Regions from separate parts of the Sus scrofa genome. Here region 1 is linked to region 2. The links are chromatin contacts, called in public Hi-C maps. All regions are on one chromosome and are shown on one strand. The core of a region is the stretch at or near the end of the contact, and the rest is flanking DNA. Distances in the headings are between cores, read along the strand shown.

Region 1 (4,428 bases), core at 437-2,936, 130 kb before region 2:
GAATCTGACTAGGAACCATGAGATTGTTGAGTTCAATCCCTGGCCTCTTTCAGTGGGTTAAGGATCTGGCATTGCGGTGAGCTGTGGTGTAGGCTGCAGACACAGCTTGGATCCTGTGTTGCTGTGGCTGTGGCTGTGGCCAGCAGTTGTAGCTCTGATTGGACCTCTAGCCTGGGAAACTCCATATGCCCTGAGTGTGGCCCTAAAGAAAAAAAAAAAGAACAAGAAACTTCTTCGGCCAAATGTTTGTCAATAGTTCAGTCTGTCGCGATTATCTTCAAAAATGTCACTCTCTACAAAACAGCTCAAAGCACAATGCTTACGACAGAGGTCAATGATACATGCAATCATTTTTCAATATCTTTAGTTAAAAATACCTTTGTGTGGTCACGATTTTTTTTTTTTTTGTCTTTTCTAGGGCCGCTCCTGCAGCATATGGAGGTTCCAAGGCTAGGGGTCCAATCGGAGCTGTAGCCACCGGCCTACGCCAGGGCCACAGCAACGCGGGATCCAAGCCATGTCTGTGACCTACACCACAGCTCACTGCAACGCCAGATCCTTAACCCACTGAAAGAGGCCAGGGATTGAACCCGGAACCTCATGGTTCCTAGTCGGATTCGTTAACCACTGCGCCATGACGGGAACTCCTAGTCACGATTTTTAAATTCAACTCTATCTAGGCAGTGGCACATTTATGCCTACATTGGAACAGATAACGTCATAGTAGCTTGGTCGAAATCTAGACACCCTGTTCTTTAATTCATTGGTTAATAAGTTGCCCTGGACCTCTGGCGTTTGAATATATAAAAGAGCCTATTTCCTAAATGTTACATTCTCTCTAAGGATTAGGAGGCAGAGAACCAGAGCAAGTACTAGAATTAATCACCCCTCCATGGCTCCAAATGTTCTGCCCTACCACAATAGTAAAACAAGTTTTTGCTTTATCAAAACAAAACAAAAAAAAGTAACCTCTCCTCCAGTTTCTTCTCATCTACAAATGCTTAACTTAAAGTAGGAGAAGAATAGCAGAAGCTAAGAAGTGAGTTCAGTGGATGGCTAAAATGTTGTTAAAACCCCTACCCACTCGGCCTGGGTTCAGCTTTACCGCCGAGGAACCACCTGGCGTTCCTGGGTGCAGTTAATCAAGGCTTGGGAGTCGCAGGGAGAACCATGACCCCAATGGAGCACCCTCACTCCCTAAGGCCAAGCTGTGCCCCCATGACCTCCAATGGCTCGAAAAAGGAGTTTTGAACTGCCCGATTCTGCCCCAACTGGTCCGCACTCCCTTCCAAGCTAGAGCAGGGAACAGGGGCCCAGAACAAAAGAAGGGGCACGCCTGCCACACGAAAAAAAACCCATCACCTGGAACTCGGCGAACTCCTCACAGTTCACACTGCCACTGGGCGCCGCCATATTGGACAAACACGAGGCCCCCGCCGCGAGCCAATCACCGCGGAGCAAAGGTGTCCGCGGCGCCGCCTGACCAAAAACAACTAGGGGACTCGAGACAGCCAAGCTCAAGCTTTGTCTTTTCCTATGCTCGCCACCCACACCGAAACTCGTAACGCTGCTATCCATCTTTTTATTCCTGTTCCTTTAAGATATCTTCTTGGAACCGGCCCAGATACATGGATCGAAGAAAGCCAGAACTTTAAGGGATCGTTTTTCTCCAATCCCTTTCTCTTACAAAAAGGGAAAACAGTTTCCGGGTCGCACCAACTAGGTTGTCCCAGGGGGAACTCTAAAGTCGAAGTGAGGTTTTTCTTAACCCTTCCATCCAGTCCCTAGAGCAAAGGAGCTTTTCAGAATTTGGGCCGACCAAGAAATGTAAAGAAAAGGTGTTTCTGGCAGTGTGGGGTAAAGGATGAATAAGGTAATAGGTATGGAAATAATGAAGTGTTTACTTCTACTTTAAAAAAATAGGCAAATAGAAAACAACATAGGAAGCATACATGTGAATTTCTCAGGTAGCAAGTCAGCAAGAGGTGAAAAACACTGGTCACTAGGAACCCAGTTATGTAGTTTTGATACAGGCGTATACGTATTCATTGAAAAATGAAAAAAAAAATGTATTGACTTACTGAATTACCGAGGCAGTGTGACTTTGGGATCTACAGTTCACAAAATTCCTACAATAAGCACATTACTTTGTTTCTATTTTAAACGAGTACTTTCTTAGATGCAACATTGCAAAACCCTTCAATAAACTCCAAAGGAATATTCTTAAGGACAAGTCCAGGATTAGGCGCCAAGCGGGGCGGAGCCCAGCGGGCCGGCAGAAGGTACAGTCTGACCTCCATGCACGATCTGCACGCTCTGCGCGTCACGCACGCCCCGCCCACAACCCCGCGCGCAAAGCACGACCCCTCATCCCGCAGGCCCCGCCCGCCGGTGCCTCTCGAGGCCTTACTTTCTCAGCGCTGGGTGACATTGAGCACAGAGCGCAGCCGCACCACCGCCGGCCTGGGCCTCTCTGCTGGTCCGCGGAGTGGGCGGCCATGGGGAGCCTCCGCAGCCTGCGCCTGGCGGCTGGTGAGACGCGGGCCCGGCTGGGGGTGGGCAATCGCTTTGCATGAAGGAATCTTTCAGCCTCCTCAGGCCTGTTAGGTGCTCTGTTTTATTAGGCATTCCCCTCAAGTAGTTTGGAATCCTACTCCCAGAGTAGCAATAGTGGGAGACAGCTGGGGCCTAGCGAGCCACTGGTAAGAAAGCACTGAGGGCTATCTCCGAGTGACCCTTCCACCTGGCTCTCCACCCACCCAGCTCCCACCTAGTTAAGGAGCCTATGCTCAGGGATCACTTTCCCCACCCCCATCCCCTCTGAGCTCACCTGTCATCTCTAGAACGTCCCCCCATTTCCTGATCCGTTCAGCTTCGTAACCTCCTGTCCCGTAGGTTACCTGAGTCTCCCGCCTGCTCCCACCCCCATCATCTCTAGAGTTAATCCCTACACTCAGAGAAAACTTGGAGTCTAGGGTTTCCTACCCATTCGTTATCTGAATAGGCAAGAGATTTAAGGTCTCATAGAGTAATTGCAATTGTTTTCTTAAAATGAGGTGTGTGTGCACATTTCTTTTATATAATTCTACAATAAAAGAGTTCCCGTTGTGGCTCAGTGGGTTAAGATCCGGACTAGTATCCATGAGGACGCAGGAGGGATCCCTGGCCTCCTTCAGTGGGTTAAGGATCCGGCGTTGACTCAAGCTTGCAGATTTAGCTCGGATCTGGTGTTGTGTTGGCGTAGGCCTGCAGTTGCAGCTCGGATTAGACCCCTTGCCAGGGGAACTTTCATATGCCTCAGGTGCAGCTCTAAAAAAAAAAAAAAGATTCATTTTCTCTTGAAGGAAAATGAATCTCTTGCAGTTTATGTAAATAGAGGGTCTGCGGTTTGTTTTCCTAGTAGACATTTGTGTAGTGACCATTTGGAGTTAGAGTTTAATTTACCTTCTTGCCTAGTAGGGGCTGAAAAATCAGAGTGTTTGCCTTTTGTCTCTTTTCTGGGCACCAGGGCAGATCATTCTATTGATCACCTTTATGAACTTTGATAAGGTGTAATGATTGATTCCTTAGTACCAAATTACTTAAACAGTTTTTTGTTTTGTTTTGTTTTGTTTTGCTTTTTTAAGGGCCACACCCTTTGCATATGGAGGGTCCCAGGCTATGGGTGGAATCGGAGCTTCACCTACTAGCCTACACCACAGCCATAGCAATGCAGGATCCGAGCCGCGTCTTCGACCTACCCCACAACTCATAGCAACGCCAGATCCTTAATCCACTGAGCGAGGCCAGGGATTTAACCCTCAACCTCATGGATTCTAGTTGGGTTTGTTAACCACTGAAACACAAAGGGAATTCCTTAAACAGTTGTTTAATTCAAATTTTGAAGGAAGAATTGCCCCCAAACTTGGCTGAGATCATGTAAATGTACATTGTAAATGTAATTGAAGTAATGTAAAAAAAGTTATCCTTTACATGGCTTATTTTGCATTTCAGTGGAGTATGGACTGGAAAACATGTCTCATACTGAATATTATTTACTTTCTTTAAAACATATACCCTCTCCACTAAAAAAGATTGATTTCATTGATTGGTTCAGCTTCGAAGAACTAATTTGCCTAAAATCTTTTGTATGCATTCTGTTAACCTTTCCAGCAATGTAAGAGAAAGAACCATTGCTCTATAAAAAAGCCATATAAAAGGGACTTTGACCTGGAACTGAGTGTTTGTAAGTAGTTCATCTTCTTGCCTTGAGAATATATTTATGCATTATAGAGATTCCAAAGCCTTTCTGCAAACTTTTAATGTTTAAGAACTTTACTGTTGGGCACTCAATCGAAACAAAATTCCTCAAGCAATTTAAGAACAATTTATTTTAATCTAGACAGATCCACTAAGAATGTTGTATGAGCACCTCTTTTCAAAGGATCT
Region 2 (4,388 bases), core at 1,711-4,210:
CAAACAAAAATCTGTACATTCCATCAGTCTTCATCCCTGCTCTTTCACTGCAAGGCCTTAAAATTTTCTAGTGAAAGTTCTATCTGGCCCATTGCTGGCCTGGGGCCACCTCCTGCTTACCACAGCAAGAATAGAGTGAAATCAGCCCCAATCAGCTAATTGAATTGTTTACCATTTCCAATGTTTTCGTCCATTATTATGGTTGAATTCAGAATACCCCATAAAGTAGAGAAACATTAAAACAAGGAGAATAACAAGGAATTACCTTTATCACTATGTCAGTCATCTTTACTTGCAAAGCCAAAAGTCCTAATTGATTTTATACAAAGCACACATACTTCTAAAAATAATCTGACAGGCTTAAAAACATAAAATCATAAATCAAGTCTTTATCATTTCAACAAACACTATGCTAAAACACTGGAGATAAAAATAATATATAATCCCTTCTCTAAAATGAGAGGGAAAGGGTAAAAAAATTGAGAGCAACAGAGAAGAAACAGTCCAGGAAACAACTTGAGAGTAATTCCAGACTATATGGTATGGTTTATAACATGGTTGAGGCTAAGGAAAATTATGAAAACTACTAAAGTTGAACACAGAGCTGAGCCTCCTGATAACCAAAGCATAAAGGAAACAGAACGGCCTACAAATACAAATGATCTAATAAACGCAGTCATTTAAAAAAAAAAAAAAGAAAGAAAGAAAGAAAGAAAAAAGTCCTATCAGGAAGGTCTTAAAACGAATTTGTCACTAAAGTTCTATTTTATAAGGATCAATAAATAAATCAGAAACAGTATCCTGGACAGCAATGAAGTGGTTTTTTTCGTACTGCCTTTTCTTATGTCCCAATCCTAGATAAAAGTCAAGGTACAAAATATTCATAGCTTTGTGAAGAAACTTCTATGAGGATCTAAACTAAGAGAATGCAAGTATACTGACTTCAAGTGAAACGTTTTGTTTCCTTACTTGACTGTAAACTCAAGGCTTACGTTGTCTGATTCCATTTGAATTTCCTTTGCTATTTGGTACATTTCAGTTTCTGCTCAGTTTTAATAACTGATAAAATGTCATATAGTCAATATTTACAGTCACTATTTGTTAGCCTTCCCTGCTACACTATAAATTCCATGAGGAAAGGAAGAGTGTCTATATCCCCTGTCAGGGCACAGGAACACTCCAAGTATTAGCTGAATGAATGGACCGAATAAAGAAAACACAACCAAGAAGTAAGAAACAAGAGGAGAAATAATTCCTAAAATGGCAGGGATTCTGGTTCTAACGCTAGTCCTAGTTTAACAAGAGCTGGATGACCTTCAGTAAGTTACTTCTCTGACTTTCAAAGCTTTTAATCTGTAGAATAGGAAAAAAAAAAAATCTACTTCAGAGTTACTGTAAGCATTAAATGTTTTAATATACGAGAAGCTTTTAGCACAATACCTGGAAAGGAGCGCAACAAATGTTAATTCCTTTACTTTCTCTCATGTTCTCGACCTTAAAATTCTGTATTACACATAAAACAGCCCTCCAAGAATAAATGATTTCAGTGAAAGTATAACAGAGTTCATTCTCACTTTCCTTTGAAAAGTTAAAATTTCGTCTTTTCAATCTTTAAAATGGAGGGGGAATTACTTTCAAAATACTACAAGTACAAGAAGAAAAAGTTAGGAAAAAAAGAATGTCAAAAATAAGCCTTGAAGCAACAAGGTGGCGGGGAGGGAATCACTTACTCATCCACTGCTAAGAAACAGGGGGTTTCACTATTTATTAAAGGAAAAAAGGATTGATAAAGTTAGAAATGTTATTTAGCATTGTTTTAGAAAAAATTTCAAACTGTTCATTCTAAATATAAACTTTAAAAATCAAGTACTTTGACGTCGTCCACTTAAAAGTGGAACATTAAATACTTCCATTCAAACCTAAAACATTCCTTCTCGACGACTTCCCGGACTCCAATCACCCTTCGGTTTTCTCCTCCCATTTAGAGCTTAATCTAATACTTCGCCGCTTTCCTAGCATCACCACTGACACACGCTGTGTGCAGACGAAGTTCTGTCATTCCTATAATTACCACACCCCTGTCAGCCGCTTCAGGCCCATGTTGTTATGACATCTGTAAACTGCAGCCGTCCGTCTCCGCCCCCGCCCCCCCTCCACCTCCCTCTGAACCACCCGCTCCGGCTCGGGCTGTTAACTTACAAATTCCTAAGACGGTCCCTTGCTACCTCGGTTAGGATTTTTACACGCTCCCCCCCACCACCACCACCCTGGCTCTTTCCTACCTCAGTCATGGCACTCGGCGAGGCCCACCCCCGCCCCCCGCCCGGCTCCCGCTTGTTCGCTAGCGCCAGGCCGAGGCGCTGGCTCCGCACTCCCTCCTCTCCGCCCCGCTGCCTCGGCGCCCCGCAGTACCCGGCGCCCCTTCCAGCCCCGCCGCCGCCCTGCCCCGCCTCGCCTCGACCGGCGTTCCCGAGGGCGAACGCACCAGCACTCCCCACCCCCACCCTCCCCTCCGCCGGCCGCGCGGCCGCTAGGATCGCCGGGCCCGTGACGCACAGACGCGCCGTGAGCGCCCAGGCCCAGGAACCCCAGCTTGAGCACGGCCGGCGCCAGCCCTCGCCGCGGGGCCTCTCCCGGGTCCAGCCGAGGATTGCCGGATCCGCCGGCGGGAGGGGGAGGGGCCGGGGCCGCCGCCGCCGGGGCCTCGCACTCACCAGGCTCAAGGCGACCGATCCCAGTGCCACTGCTGGGGTGAGCCGCTGGGGTGAGCCGCTGGCTCTCGCTCGCCCGCCCGCCGTGCCTCTCCCGCACACAACCTACAAGAGCCTGCTCGTCCCTCGGCGGTGCACAGCAGGCCTCACTCCCCGCCGCCGCCGCCGCCGCCGCCGCGCACCCAGCACAGCGAGACCCAGCTCTGCCGGCGTTCGCAGTGCGCCTGTGCGCGGGGGCGGGCCTGCGCGCCTGCGCGCCCCCATCCACCGCCCTGCTGTAAAGGCTGCCGGGAAATGTAGTCTTCCCACGGTCTTTCTCTGGAAGCATTAGCTGTTAGCCCGGAACTAGTGGGCAGTCTCGGGTCGGGAGAAGGTCTGGTTGAAGAGGTTCGCAGTTAATTCCAAAGGTTGGATAGTCATGCCGGCGTGACAATGAAAAGGTACTATTCAGGTTGAATTGCAAAGTTATGTCTACAAACCTGTCTTCGAAGCTCTTCCAGGACGGATCGATCCTTGCTCACCTCTTTGGTAGTTGTTACCTAATACACGTTTATTGAATGAATAATGGAATGAATGAGGGTGAGGGATTATTGGGTTATTACAAAAATGTTAGAAGTCAGCGCCTCGTGTCTAAGGCATTCACAGGCAGCGCGTTTGAGGAAGCTTCTCTGTATTTCCTTTTTCATTTCTCTCCCATCACCTTTGCCTGATGATGTATTAGTATCAAAAAGTCATTAAGTTTACTGAGATACACATACTTGCTTTACTCTCAATAAACGCTCTCAAACGAATATTTGCGACAAATAATTGTTACTGATAAATTTGATTGTATTCTTTTTAGGGAATTCTTTTTAAGTAGTGTCTTCAAAAGAAGAAAGACAAGCCAGCCAAGCAGTGGTCACGGAATAGAAAGTCTCACACATGACATGGTTTAGCAAATCAATATAAAACACCCACGGAGAAGTAAAGTGAAAGAGATGGGGTAAAACTATGACGAAAGTGTGGGAGAGAGGACATTACCTGAATCCTGGGCTATGCAATGTTCGTTTGTCCTGGATCTCTCTCTGCTGTGTCAGTATTCCCTCCCCACCAAGGTGTATTTTCTAGGAGTTGAGTGTGAGCAAGGATGCTGGGGAGAGGGAATGTGTTCTAAGAGATTTAGAGGCAAGGATGCCTGACCACAGCTAAGCTGAGGACAGATCACTTTATTCCAACCAGAAGCTAATATTATTCAGAACTGGACTTCAGTATTGTGAAAACTAGTTTCTTTCCAGTTCACCCTTACTCCTAGTTAGAGTGTCCCTGGAAGGTCCCAACCAAAAGTCTGGGGTATTTACTAGGGCTTCTCGTCTTTAACCCAGCCATCTCAACCCTGTAAGACAACCAAAAGCTGTACTGTTTTTCAGCTACTGCTTTCAGAATTAGCAATTACCACAGGTAGAAAAGTAACAGCAAACATCAGGTTCATCTCTCTTGGCTTCCCTTTTCTTCCAGATCTTGGACCCACAGATTGTCACTGCTGTCTGTGGTAGCTCTTCAACGCCTTAATGTTTTTTATATATTGTCCATTTGTTCTTAGTGGTAGGAGGATTTGTTCAAGACAACAACTGCACGCCACTGCTGAAGCAGAATTCCTATATATATGTCACTTTTACAAAAATGTTATCATACCATACA

Evidence for each region. Hi-C and Micro-C count contacts between places; a contact is called where the count stands out from the background.
Region 1: a Hi-C map of skeletal muscle shows a contact between it and region 2, with 5 times the contacts expected there. The contact joins the promoter of CCDC58 here to the enhancer-like site in region 2. A contact is called at or near these places in 7 of 47 Hi-C or Micro-C datasets (fetal skeletal muscle, heart right ventricle, liver and 3 more).

Annotation. Positions count from the first base shown.
Region 1 is chr13:138,149,684-138,154,111 of Sscrofa11.1, reverse strand. It overlaps CCDC58 (coiled-coil domain-containing protein 58), which reads right to left and starts at 1,686. Exons shown (of 5, transcript XM_003358793.4): 1 at 1,363-1,686. The coding sequence starts at 1,578. It overlaps FAM162A (family with sequence similarity 162 member A), which reads left to right and starts at 2,400. Exons shown (of 5, transcript NM_001243573.1): 1 at 2,400-2,532. The coding sequence starts at 2,499.
Region 2 is chr13:138,017,098-138,021,485 of Sscrofa11.1, reverse strand. No RefSeq gene overlaps it. Among named protein-coding and RNA genes, the nearest start is that of KPNA1, 26 kb to the left of the region's middle. Within about 2 kb of position 2,960, at least 76 of the 83 cell types and tissues checked have an H3K27ac peak or open chromatin away from gene starts, as enhancers often do. A contact at or near this core is called in fetal skeletal muscle, liver, skeletal muscle and 1 more, where this site is marked.